Linked DNA regions of Mus musculus: region 1 is linked to region 2. A link is a contact called in public HiChIP or PLAC-seq data. All regions are on one chromosome and are shown on one strand. The core of a region is the stretch at or near the end of the contact, and the rest is flanking DNA. Distances in the headings are between cores, read along the strand shown.

Region 1 (6,450 bases), core at 1,657-4,156, 230 kb after region 2:
TTTTTTTTTTTTTTTTTTTGGTTTTTTGAGACAGGGTTTCTCTATGCAGCCCTGGCTGTCCTGGAACTCACTCTGTAGACCAGGCTGGCCTCGAACTCAGAAATCCGCCTGCCTCTGCCTCCCGAGTGCTGGGATTAAAGGCGTGCGCCACCACGCCCGGCTCCTTGCCATATTCTTGGTTCTTCAGGCAGTCTTCTCTGTTATGTTGAGTTACTTCATTTTGCTCCTCCATGTCAACTCTTCACTCTTTCCCACCTTACTCTGTGCCCCAAAGGGTGGCCCAGCCCATCAGCCTGATCAATGGGTTCCTTTCCCCTCTGGCTTGATGTTGGGATCAAATGAATGAGATCCCTGGCAGGAGATGGGGGAGACAGTTTCCTGCTATAGGATTGACCCACTCTGGCAACCTTTTTTTTTTTTTCTTTCATACATTACAACTCCAGTTTCCTCTATCTCCACAACTGTGACAAGTTACAATAAGATTAGGCACAAACTCTCATATCAAGGCTGACTGAGGCAACCCAGTAGGAGGAGAGCAGGCAAAAGTCCCACAAGAACAGCAAGCTACAGAGCCATCATATACATGCAGAGGACCTAGCACAGACCATGCAGGTTCTGTTTTCCAATCTGGCAATCTTTAAGTCAGTATTTGCCTCCTTTCTCTCAGGTCTTGGTGATCTTTCTCTCTTGTCTCTGAGCTCTCTCTCATGAGCTGAGGGTAGTCAGTTTCCCCTGCTACTGGTCCAAGTTGCTGTGCTATCTATCCCCTGTGGTTTCCCCTCCTTTTCTAAGTAGTGTTAGTATTGAAGTTCTAGTGACTGATTCTAGCTTGAGAGTCACTGGTCTAGCTCACTCCCGGCTGATGCAGTGATTGCCCCAGTAATATTACACCTGAGAGATGAAAGGAAACAAGACCAGAGCAGGAAAGAGGGAGGCAGGTCCAGGTTCAGATCCAGATAGACAAACACAGGCAAATGGGTGAATGAGCAGGCCTTTGAGTAGGCTGTATCAGCAGTGCGGCACCAAGCTGAGGTGGGGCTTCTCAGTCCATGACACACATACCAGGTAGCAGAAGATAGGTTGGTACGGAGCCATGCCATTGTAGTGTTAGATATCCATCACTCTGTGGGGCACAAGAGAATCCTCCTCTTTCCTTAGTCTTGTGTGTCTAGTAAGTTCTTAGATTCATCCCCTGCCCCCTTTGTAAGACAGGGGTTCTCTGTATATTCTTGGCTGTCCTGGAATTCTCTCTATAGGCTAGGCTGATCTTGAACTCAGAGATCACCCGCCTGCCTCTGCTTCTCAGGGGCTGGATTAAGGGCATGCCCACCCTTATGCCCTTATTAAGGGCAACCCTTATGTGGTTGTAAAATTCCGATGTGCTCTCACAGTTTCAGTTTCCCCAGTAAATGTACTGAATGGCTCCCCATGTATTCCTAGGGATACCATTCATCAGTGCATGTTGGAGTAGTGGTGGTGACAGTGGTATCAATGGCTGTTATCCCTCATATTCAAAACAGAGTAAAACACTACTTGTAGAGTCTCCTAGGGCGGTGAAAATCCACTGTTGTGTGGAGTGACTTAGCATAGGGCGTCGCATGATCTCAACACCAGACAAACAGGAAATCTTTATTCATCTGCCAAAGTCAGATAGAGGCTGATGCTTCTTTCAGGGAGGATCTGCTCTAGAGGAACAGAGATAATGTTTGATCTGTACTTGGCCCAGGCTGAAATAATGTCTGTTAACCCTGTGTTAGGCGTGATTATAATTTTTTGTGGTTTTGGAGTTTGATAGGCAAGGCATTCTAACACTGAGCTGGAACCATTATCTTCATTTCACAGATAAGGAAACTGAGTTCAAGTTATTTGGCCAGAGATCCATTTTTTTACCACAGAAATCTCAAAGTCTGTGTTTTTGTTTTGCCTATTAAACTTTCAGTGCATCTCTTTAGAGGAATAGTTAGGTTGTTCTTTTGCCAACTGAAGCCGCACTGAGTTATAGATCCTACATGAATATTCTTTCTACAAATAAGGAACTCCGAACTCTGCTTTTTATTGCACAATGAAGTTTCATGGTGGGTCAGTGTATACATATGTCCAGTCATCCTCACCTCACTATCTCTGTGATGGGCAGGGTACAGTTCTGGGACCCTTAAGGTCTCTCTACGTGATTAATGGTGTAATTGAAGTCATATGATTGAGTAAGTGACAGCGGTTGTTTAGATCACGTTCTGAATTAAAGGTTCTTGGTACCAAATAGAGTTAAGTTTTAAATAAAAAGATTCCCATCAAAACCCAAGTCTTTTCAGACTTAAAACGTCCCACTTAGTTCTTCACTAGAAAGTTTCTGGTAGCAACATTTGAAGTTGAAGTTAGTATTTGATACTTAGTTTTAATACTTTCTCATTCTATATTGGAATTGTCTCCGAGTTTCTATTGCTTTGATAAACACTATTGACAGAAGTCAACCGGAGGAAGAAAGGATTGATTTCATCTTATACTTCCAGGTAATAGTTCATCTCTGAGGCAAGTCAGGCAGGGCAGGAACCTGGAGGCAGAAGTCTTGGTATTGACTTGCTCCTCATGGCTTACCCAGTCTGCTTTCTTACAGCACCCAGGACCACCAGCTCAGTATGGCACCACCCACCGTGGGCTGAACCCTCTCATATCAATCAGTAATTGGGGAAATGCTCTATAGACTTGCCTACAGGCAAGTTGTTTGTTTGGTTTTTTTTTTTTCTTTTTTCAAGATATAGTTTTCTGTATAACAGCCCTGGCTGTCCTGGAACTCACTTTGTGGACCAGGCTAGCCTCAGCTCACAGAGATCTGCAGGCCTCTGCCTCTCAGAGGCACACAGTGGATTGAAGGTAGCCTACAGGCGATTCTGATGGAGACATTGTTTTCAGTTAAGAGTTCCTCTTTCCAAATGACTCCAGCTTGTGTTAACATGATATAAAACTAGCCAGTCAGGAACCATGTGTGTTTTTTAAAGTTAATTTTGGTATGAGTCCTACTTGAGATAGAGAACATAATTCTAACAGAACAAAAATCTATCCAGACCAAAGAAACTTACCAGTGGCAAGTTCCTTTAGTAATATATAGGTCATCCCTATGTTTGGATCTTAAGCGATTGTCATGGAATTGTTAACAGTGTTGGTGATTCTAGTTGGGTTTGAGAAAGGCATATAGGCATGTCTCAGCCAAGTCTGGTGGTGTACCCATTTAATCTCGACAGTCAGGAGGCAAGAGGCCCATGGATCTCTCTGAGTTTGAGGCCAGCCTGGTCTACAAAACTAGTTCTAGGACAGCCAGAGTTGCACAGAGAAACCTTGTCTCAAAAAACCAAACCAAACAAACAAACAAAGAAAACAAAAGGTTGTGGTTAGTCTGTATTATATACTTTCTACTACTTGAACTGTTAAAGGTAGATAGATAGATAGATAGATAGATAGATAGATAGATAGATAGATAGATAGATAGATAGATAGATGAAGTTGCCTATCTCTCCTGAATGGGAGCCTGCAGCACACAGCAGTTCACTGTCTTACTTTAACTTTTAGGTTGTCATAGTGAGCTGCTTACATCTGCTTCGTTGTGTTAACCTGGGTAGAGTGGGACACAGGTTCTTTGCCCATTTTCCTCTTTCTAAGGTGGTAGGTTTTCCGGGATTGGATGTGCTAAGTCTAACAGCTGTATCTTAACAGGCTCTGTCATTTTTGGATAAAGCTCAGATGCTTGTTGACATCTTTTATCATTAGGCAAAGTGCTTTCTTCAAAGATGCTTTTAGAAAACATATAGGCAGTTATTTGCATTTGGATAAAAATATAGACAAAGAGGACATAGGCCCACCACACATATGTAGCAGATGTGCACCTGGTCTTCATGTGGGTCCCTCCACAGCTGGAGCAGGAGCTGTCCCAGCCTCTGTTGGCTGCCTGTAGACCAATTCCTCAACTGGGCCACCTTGTCTGGCTTCAGTAGAAGATGATGCACTTAGTCCTGTATTGACTTGGTGTGCCAGGGTAGGGTGATACCCAAGAGGAGAAGGGGGTGGGGTGGGGGTAGGTAGGGGCTGGGTGAAGTGGGGACCAGGAGGTGAGTGGGGGCTTTGATTGGGATATAAAACAAATAAATTAATTATGGGAAAAATATGGACAAAATTTTTTGTTTGTTTTTCACTCTCTCTTTTCTCTGCTCAGCTGATCATAAACTGTGGGCAGAAAAAAAAACCCGTTTATATTTAGATACGGTTCTTTGCTGTCTCCACCTCCCTTCCCAGCTCTTGTCCTAGGAAGTTGTTCTGTGGAAGATTTTCCAAATAATTAGTGGATGGTAATTAACTCATTTAATCTAATGCAGCAAATACTAATACTTCTTCACACTCAAGAATTTCACCTTCTCTGGCTTTAGGAGGCAAACAAGACCTCACCTGATCTTTAACTTTGCTAACATGGAGTTAGTGTGACTAGAGAGATCTGCAAGAGAGATCATGGGAGCTTCAGTCTTTTACTGCATGCTGGCTTCCTATGGCCTTTTGCCCAGATAATGGAAGCATTAAAAAGCAAACAAAAACAAATAGTTCTCTGCCAAGAAGCATAGCTGCAGCTGCTAAAATACAGAGCTGTGCAGTCCTGATTTAGCTGCTGTCTATTTCTGGTTGCCCCTGGTTTTATGTGTGACATCAGTCTGTGTGATACTGATCTATCTTACAGCTAGAGAAACTGAAGCTTACAAAACTTGCCCAGGATCACCCTGCTTTGAAGTATATGACCCACACTACAATTTGGTACCATAGCAGATGAGTCAGAATTCAAAGGGAAGTTGAAAAAAAAATAAAGATCAGGAACACAGTGGTACCCCCTAGGCATCAGGGATCCAATCACAGCACAGAACAGGCAGCAGAGCGCCATCTACCACACTTCTGCCTCTGTGATTGCTCCTCTGGGAGAGTTTGTCAACTGCTGTCTGCTTTTGTCCCTCTTTGGAAAGTCTCCCTGGTTGGTAGCCTCCTCTCAGATGTCACTGTTCCAGCAGTCAGTAAGTGAAGAGGGCGCTGAGGTGGAGAACTGGGTTCTGCTTTCCACCAAGACCAGCATCCGTGGCCACAAGTGCTCAGTGCTGCCTAGCAGAGTTCGGTTGAGGTTTCGGGAAACCTAGGAACTTAAAGCCCAGTTTCCACAGGAGGACTTCTGGAGGCTTCTGAATTTGTCACAGAACCTGATCTCAGCTGAAGTGACTGTCTAGCAGAACCTGCCAGCTCTCAGGGGCAGTCAGAAGACGGACCCTCAGGGACAACTTTCCCTAACTTTTGAGCTAAACTGGTCCTGTGGGGTCTTCAGGCCTTGAGTTTATCTTTCTGGGTTGAGTTTCACTATCACCATACCCTTAGCCAAGTAAGCATTTCCCTATGAGGAGGAAATGTATAGTTTTGCTTTTTTATCTTTGTCCTGCCTTAGATTCTTTTTGTTAGACTAAGGAACACCAGGGCTGAGATACAGCTCAGTCCCTTAAGAATACTCACTGGTCTTTCAGAGGACCCAGTTCAGTTCCTAGTACTCAGATAGCTCACAACTGTCTGTAACTTCAATCCTATGGGATTGTGTGTAATACTCTACATGCATATATACAGAAATAATTAAAAATAAATCTTTAGAAAGTACTAGAAAATATGCACCTTTAAAAATTTTTTCCGTTACAATCTTTTTCCTGAAGTTGAATTGATTCTTATGAAATGATTGAGTTTAGATTCAATATCTTATATTTTTTAGATTAAAAATATTTCTAAATGTGCTCTGGGAAAATGGGCCAATGACAAGCTGTCTGCTTTTGTTGTTACAGGTGTTCCGGGACTTGGGAACTGAAGTACTGTCTGGAGCAGCCAAAGGCTACAACATATGTCTCTTTGCCTATGGGCAGACAGGCTCTGGGAAGACATATACCATGCTGGGGACTCCAGTGAGTATTGGCACTGAAGTGAACTTTTTTTTTTTTTTTTTTTTTTGTTTTTTCGGACAGAGTTTCTCTGTGTAGCCCTGGCTGTCCTGGAACTCACTCTATAGACCATGCTGGCCTCGAACTCAGAAATTCGCCTGCCTCTGCCTCCCAAGTGCTGGGATTAAAGGCATGTGCCACCATGTCAACTACACTCACGGTAGCTGTTTTCAGACACCAGAAGAGGGCATCAGATTTCATTACAGATGGTTGTGAGCCACCATGTGGTTGCTGGGACTTGAACTCAGGATCTCTGGAAGAGCAGTCAGTGCTCTTAACCACTGAGCCATCTCTCTAGCCCAAGGATAGCATTCTTAATAATACCTTTTCTGATGTTAGGTGTGGTAGTGCACACCTTTAATCCTGGCAGAGGCAGGAGGATCTCTGTGAGTTCAAGACCAGCTTGGACTATAAAATAAATCCAGGACAGCCAGAACTGTTATACAGAGAAATCCTG
Region 2 (7,293 bases), core at 3,677-6,176:
AATAGTATTTGGTCTTAGAAACGACAGTTCTGATGTGGGCTCCAAAGTAAGACCCAAGGCAGCCTATGAAGTAAGCCAGTCACAAAAGAGCAAATACCCTAAGAGTCCACTTTATGCCATGACTAAAGTCACACTCACAGAATGGAGAATAGGATGGTTTGTCAGGGGTGCAGAGAGGGAGAAATGGAGAGTTGGTATTTAGTAGGGAGGCCCAGCTTGGGCAGATGAAAACTGTGGAGCTGGGTGGTCGATGACAGGCAACACCATGCCACTGAGCAAATGGAGTTGGCGACACTGGGCTGTATACTTGGAAATGTTAAGAGATAAGGTGTTGTGTATTGTAACACAGTAAAAAAGGTTCATGAGTATTGACTTTTTATAGAAAACATTTATTTGATTTATTAAATATACATCATAACCCAATCTTCAAAAATGTGGACTCATATTCTGTCTTTTATTTCTTACTTTTATTTCTTTTACTTTTTGGAGGTGGGGCAGAGTCTCAGTATATAGACTGAGACTGACTTACTATATAGATTAGGCCAGCTTCTAATATATAGAGCTTTACCTGCCTCTGCCTCACAAGTACTAGATAAAGGCATGTGCTAACACATCCTGCATTTTCTCAGTTTTTAAATTTCTTTTGTTAGTTGTTAATAGAATGAGTGTGTATGATGTATGTATGTATGTAGGACATAGTGTGCGTGTGGAGGCCAGGGGACAATGTTGTAGGGTTATTTCTTGCCTTCCACTCTTATGTGGGTTCCGGGGATTAAACCTGAGTTGTCAATCTTGCATTATTAGGAGGCAAGGCCTTTACCTGCATGGCCATCTTGCCAGTGCCTCAATCTTCAAAATAATCCAAATAAAATATTCTGTTATGGTAACCACATTTGTTGCCAATTATAAACTCATTTTTATCTCCTTTTTATATGGATAGGAAAATCAAGAGGACCTGGGCCTGTGGGAAGAAAAATTTGGAAAATTTGTGGATGTCAAAGCTAATGGTAAATTGACAAAATTAAGATATAATATTAAAATAGATCATTCCAAAACAGCTAAACATGTATGTCTAAGGATCATTTGAGGCCTAGGGATATAGATCTGTAATGGAGTGCTTGGCTAATGTGGGGGTACCCTGAGTTCAATCCCCAGTAGCATAGATAGATAGATAGATAGATAGATAGATAGATAGATAGATAGATAGATAGATAGATAGATAGATTCCTTGAGCTTTGGCACCTAAAACAAGTAACTTTCATAAGGTGAACAGAAATTCCTAGTTGGGTTCCCTATACTTCAGTAATGCACTATAACAGAAAAGTAATTATATATACCTTATGGAGGAATGAAAGAGATACATGGGCCATGTGCAGCTTATGAACTTAGGACAGGACTTGCGCCAGCACACTGCTTGGTGTTTTGAGTCAATCAGACAACTATAATTTCACACTCTGTTTTCATGAGACCCACGTCATGCAGCTCATCCACTCTAACATTTTTAGGTCTCCTTATCATTGTCACCAGCGCTGCATGCCCACCTATGATGTTTCTCACAGGCTTAGCAGTATGTGAGGGGAAGGGCTTACACATTACATATCACAACCATGGGAAGTCATACAAAAAGGATGTAAGGTTGTAAGGCCTTCACACTGCTCTCAACATGGTGGCTCTTGTAGAAAGCCACAGGCAAGGAAAGTTACCAAGCAGAAGATAAACATGAACTCATTCAGCCAAGATAAAAGTGCTCAGTATCAAGGGCAAAGGGAGCTTCAGCACACAGCCCAGGCAGCATAACAAGTGACGGTGTACTTTTACATACACATACATGTATGTTCACCAGTCCCCAAACATCACAGTGCCTTACTATCAAAATCAGTTATAGCTTTGTTTGGTTGAGGCAAGTTCAGATCTCTCTATTCCCAGCTAGTCGTTTTGTTAGTTAAATGAACTGAATCTTTTAGATTGATCTATTAGAAGCAAAACTTAGCTATGGTTCTGGTCTTGGCAGGCCCTTCCTCTGTTGGTTTGGATTTCTCTCTTCATGGATTTGAACATCTCTATGGTATTCCTCAACATGCAGAGTCACATCAACTTAAAAATACCAGGTAAGTGACAGTAAGAATTCTTGTCATGGTTTGGTTTTTATTGCTGTGAAGAGACACCATGACCAAGGTAATTCCTATAAAGGACAACAATTAATTGGAGCTGGCTTATAGTTTTAGAGGTTCAGTCCATTATCACCATGGTGAGAAGCATGGCATCATACAGGCAGATTTGGTGCTGGAGAAGCTAAGACTTCTACATCTTGATCTGAAGGCAGCCAGGAGGAGACCCCCTTCCACACTGGGCGGAGCTTGAGCACTAGAAGCCCTCAAAGCCCACCTACACAATGACATACTTCCTCCAACAGGGCCACACCGCATAATAGTGCTGCTTCCCATGGACCAAGCATATTCAAGCCGCCACAATTATTAACTAGTCTGTGGCTTAATATTACTTACAGAGTTTGAGAAACCTTCCTAGTATTCTTGAGTCCTGAACAGTATAAAAGAACCGAAAGCTTAGTAAGAGCAAGCAAGGTTCTGTAGATTTATTCTGTCTCTGCTCTTGACTGAGTGTCTGCAATAGTGGACTGTACCCTGTAAGGACAAATCAGTCCTTGCCCCTAGGTTGCTTTTGTGAGTATCTGTCACAGCAACGGAAATGAAACTAGGACAGGACATAAAGGTGGGAAGAAAGAACCAGCTCCACAGAGCTGTCTCTGACTTTCACAGGCATGCACACATATTCACATTAATTAAAAAGCTGTAATATTAAACCCCCAAAATACAGGAATAAAAGTAAGGGATAATTGGAATTAAAGTGGAGGTTTGCTTTTACTATGTAGAATAGTGGAGGGGAACCCTGGGAGAATTATATATATATATATACATATATACTTATATATAGTGTATATATATATATATACACTATATATGTATTATTCAATCAATACACACACACACACACACACACACACACACACACATATATATATATTGATCTAGAAAAAGACTTTCACTCTAAAGAGGAGAATGAGCCAGAGAATGTGGCATCTTCAATTACCTATGATTCCCTTGGAGAGACATATGAGACTGACACTACTGACAAATGGATCCCAGAGGCATCTACCAAAGAGGAGCCAAAACCAAAGAGAAGCAGAGACTGATAAAGCTGTCGGGTTTGGAGACTGTTTATTTCATAGTTAGGCAGAGTGACTCGTCTCACTGCCCCAGCCTGTCCTGTCCCAGATCTTTCCCAGCTCAGCTCTCTGGAGGCATGTTAGGATGCACTTCTTTTGCCTTAGTTTCAGAGAAGTCTTTACACAGTGCATCAGTGGAGGAGGCTTAGTGTGTCTGCTATTCACAGTGAACATTTAGAAAATGTAGACCAGGATCTAAGCCTAAGATATCCAGGAAACCAGCAGAGACAAAGGAGGAGGATCACATGCAGCAGGTTGAGCCAGGAAGCCTCCAGGCAAGTGGTAAGAGATGAATCTTTGTAGGGGAGTGGTTTTACGTGGGATTGTGTTACATGCCCAGGCTGGCCTAGAACTTGCTGTAGCCTAGGCTAGCCTCTAACTCACAGTTCTCCTATCTCTACCTTCCAAGTTCGAGGATTGTAAGTATGTGACTTTAGGCATGGCAGGAGGTAAAAGGTTGTAAACAGAGAGGATGAAGCTGTTCTATTATTCATTAACGGTGCTAAGCCTTTGTGTTTCAGAGATGGAGATGCATACCGTCTTTATAATCTGGACGTCTATGGATACCAAGTGCATGACAAAATGGGCATATATGGTTCAGTGCCTTATCTCCTGGCCCACAAACAGGGCAGGACTGTAGGCATTTTCTGGCTGAATGCTTCAGAAACACTCGTGGAGATCAACACAGAGCCAGCAGTTGAGGTGAGCTTCGGAATGTGGCGGCATGCAGGACTTTCCACACTGTAGTCTAAGCCCTTTCCTTTGCAGCAGCATTTTCCTGTACCAAGAGCTTTGCAATGTAAGCAACAAATGTCAGTAGGAGCTACTAAACGTAGACCGAATCACTTAAAACTGGGTGCTATGGGTTGCAGTGATATTTCTCAGATTTTCATTACACTCTCTCCAGTACACACTGACCCAGATGGGCCCAGCAGCTGCCAAACAAAAGGTCAGGTGCCGAACTGATGTGCACTGGATGTCAGAGAGTGGGATCATTGACGTTTTTCTGCTGACAGGACCTACACCTGCTGACGTCTTCAAACAGTACTCATATATCACAGGTACAAGCAGTCTTCATTCTGTTAGCTGTCCTATGTATCGTCACTGAAATTAATATCTGTTTTACATTATGTAGAAATCATAAACAATGTCTCTAAGCATTTTAAGTTGCAACCATTTTTTTTCCATCCTCATTACATCCAGACAAGGTAAATAGGGCTCTAGAGGAGTTCTCAACCTGTGGGTCTCAACCCCTTGGAGGGAGGTCACATGTCAGATATCCTGCATATCAAATATTTACATTAAAATTTATAACAGCAGCAAAATTACAGTTATGAGATAGCAACAAAATAATTTTATGATTGAGAGTCACCACATCATGAGAACTTATTAAAGTGTCGTAGCGTGAGGATGGTTGAGAACTACTGCACTAGACTGTCCCTTCTCTAATCCCTAGGCCTTGTCATATGCTTGTTTGAAGCTTTAGTCTCTGATAATAATTCCCTGTAGCTAAGGAGTATTCTGTCCTGAACTTTTGAATGGTTCTTCTCTGTTAAAATATACTACTGGCTCTAACAATAAAATACTTGTTCTTTAAGAGTCCAAAGGCCAGTAAAATGGCTCAGTGGGTAAAGACACTTGCCACCAAGCCTGAAGTCCTGAGTTTGATCACAGGAACCCACATGGTAGAAATAGAGAACTAACTCCTACCAGTTGTTTCCATATGTGCATCTATACACACGCATACACACATGCATACACACACACGTACACACACACATACATACACACATGCACAGGCTAAATAAATGCAAATGCATATGCTTTACTCCTTGTAGAGATAAGCCATCTTTCTCCTACCTTCACCCATAGGCTTCACCAATGTAATTGGGTCAGCTAAATTTCCTCAGAATTCAAAGGCATTTCTCTGCTGTCCTCTGTCTTCTTGCTCTAAAACCAAGGAACCACTTGTGTTCCTTTGCACACGATTTCTCTTTTCCCAGTGAACTATTCTCCTTATCACTAATATTCTGAAATTTTAGAACAAGTTCACTTGATGGATTCCTGTCCTGAGGGTCGACACTTTCAATCTGAGTGTCCGTCAGTCTGGCAGTCTCTACTGTAACTTCCGTAATTTCCCATCTTTATTTTTCTTCCCTTTTTCTTTTTGACTTGTGTCTGAGAAATTTTCTTCCTCTTATCTCCCAGGCCGTCCATTATTGACATGTTGCTAATGTTGCGAATGTTCCTATCTCTGACTTTCCCTGTGCTCTTTGTTCTTTGAAGTCCTAGTCTAGTTTTATGTTGTCCTGTTCTACTGTGTGATTCTTTTAGCTTTTTGTACTTCTAGAGATACTGATGATAATGTTTATTTTTATTCTAAAATTATGTATATATGTATGAGATAAATGAGATGCCAGCAGGGTCCAGAAGAAGGTGTCTGAGTCCCTGAAGCTAGAGTTACAAGTTGTTATAAGTCACTCGACGTGTGGCTTTTCATGGAAGCCCTTTGCTCCTGGATGAGAATGGTATCCTAGCAGGTGAAGAGCATGTGCCTGTCTTCGAGGTTTCTAAAGCAGTGACATGCTCCTCTCCTGTGTACCATCCTCTGGCACTCTTTGTGGGTCAGCAGACACTACCCCTCCCTTATGTCTCGCCCTCTAGATCTTTGTTGAACCTGCTTCCCTTTGGTTTGCTCTTTTGTTTTGAAGCTGCTTCGATGTAGTAATTTTCATGCGATAGTTCTCTCCTTCCACCAGGTGGGACCCAGGAACTGAACTCAGGTCCTCAGGCTTGGTGGCAAAGGCCTTTACCCACTGAGCCATCTCACTGGTCTCATCTTTTTAAAAAACAAGCTCTCGTATATCTCAGGCTGGTCTTGAACTTTCCATGTAGACAAGGGTGGCTTTGAACTTCTGATTCCTCTACCTCTACCTCTCCCAAGTGCTGGGATTACAGGCATGCCTCACTTCCAGTTTTATAGGGTGCTGTGGATTTTGAACCCAGAGTTTTGTGCATACTAGGCAAGTGCTCTACCACCTGAGCTGCATCCACAGCCTGATCTGCCATTTGATGTTTTCTTGAATAAAATACATCTTCTGTATTTGATGTTTTCTTGCATAAAAAATATGGGAAGAATTCTGAGCTTGACGTATAGGGCTCTTTATAAACTGAGCCATTCCAGTTTCAGCTTCTCTTGGCCTCTCACACTGTCATGTCTACACTATTTATTTTCTCTAAGACTACATGTACTTCTTTGCCTATCTTACCTTGTTTCCCTGCCTGGCATCCTCCTACTTATTATTCAAGGTCTCTACTCTTCTCACCTGCCCTGGGAAATGTCTAAAGATGTAACATTACTCTGGAAGCACTAGACTGATACCTTTATCATAACAGATAGATATAGATATATAGATATATATCTCAGGTCGGAATTTATTTATATACCTGCCCTGTCACCCTAATTACCACATTCTTCTATTAATATTCTATATGGTAGTGTCAAGTTCAGTGCCTATAGCCTGCAGAGATTGGGGAGGTGGCCACTGATTGAGTAACATTAGTGGTCTCCATTGTCATCTCTTTTAGGCACACAAGCCATGCCCCCTCTTTTTTCCTTGGGGTACCACCAGTGTCGCTGGAACTATGAAGATGAACAGGATGTGAAGGCAGTAGATGCAGGGTTTGATGAGCATGACATTCCATATGATGTCATGTGGCTGGACATAGAGCACACGGAGGACAAGAAGTACTTCACCTGGGACAAAAAGAGATTTGCAAACCCCAAAAGGATGCAAGAGCTGCTCAGGAGCAAAAAACGCAAGGTGACGTCACCCTGATGTCTAGAGCTTTTTAATCCCAAAATTTAAAGAAGGGAAAAAGATATCTGATCCCTTGGGACTGGAGCTACAGATTGTTATGAGCCGCCCTGTGGGTGCTAAGGATTGAACCCAGGTTTCTTTAAGAGCAGCCAGTGATCTTAACAGCAAAGCTGTTCTCCATCCCCCATTTCCTGAGACCTTTCCATGTTCAAGATGCTGTGCTAGTGT

The links. HiChIP or PLAC-seq counts read pairs in DNA pulled down with a chosen protein or histone mark.
Region 1: a contact with region 2 is called in an H3K27ac HiChIP or PLAC-seq map of microglia, with 6 times the contacts expected there. The contact joins two enhancer-like sites. A contact is called at or near these places in 2 of 484 Hi-C or Micro-C datasets (embryonic stem cells and nephron progenitors), 1 of 115 datasets of contacts at active chromatin or transcription factors (microglia) and 2 of 9 other capture datasets (adipose tissue and liver).

The regions. Positions count from the first base shown.
Region 1 is chr2:120,659,040-120,665,489 of GRCm38.p6, forward strand. It overlaps Stard9 (START domain containing 9), which reads left to right. Exons shown (of 33, transcript NM_001370940.1): 4 at 5,841-5,957. Among named protein-coding and RNA genes, the nearest start is that of Stard9, 33 kb to the left of the region's middle. Within about 2 kb of position 2,907, at least 42 of the 459 cell types and tissues checked have an H3K27ac peak or open chromatin away from gene starts, as enhancers often do. A contact at or near this core is called in microglia, where this site is marked.
Region 2 is chr2:120,426,790-120,434,082 of GRCm38.p6, forward strand. It overlaps Ganc (glucosidase, alpha; neutral C), which reads left to right. Exons shown (of 24, transcript NM_172672.2): 7 at 941-1,007; 8 at 2,012-2,108; 9 at 3,766-3,946; 10 at 4,152-4,305; 11 at 6,833-7,068. Among named protein-coding and RNA genes, the nearest start is that of Tmem87a, 26 kb to the left of the region's middle. Within about 2 kb of position 4,927, at least 3 of the 459 cell types and tissues checked have an H3K27ac peak or open chromatin away from gene starts, as enhancers often do. A contact at or near this core is called in microglia, where this site is marked.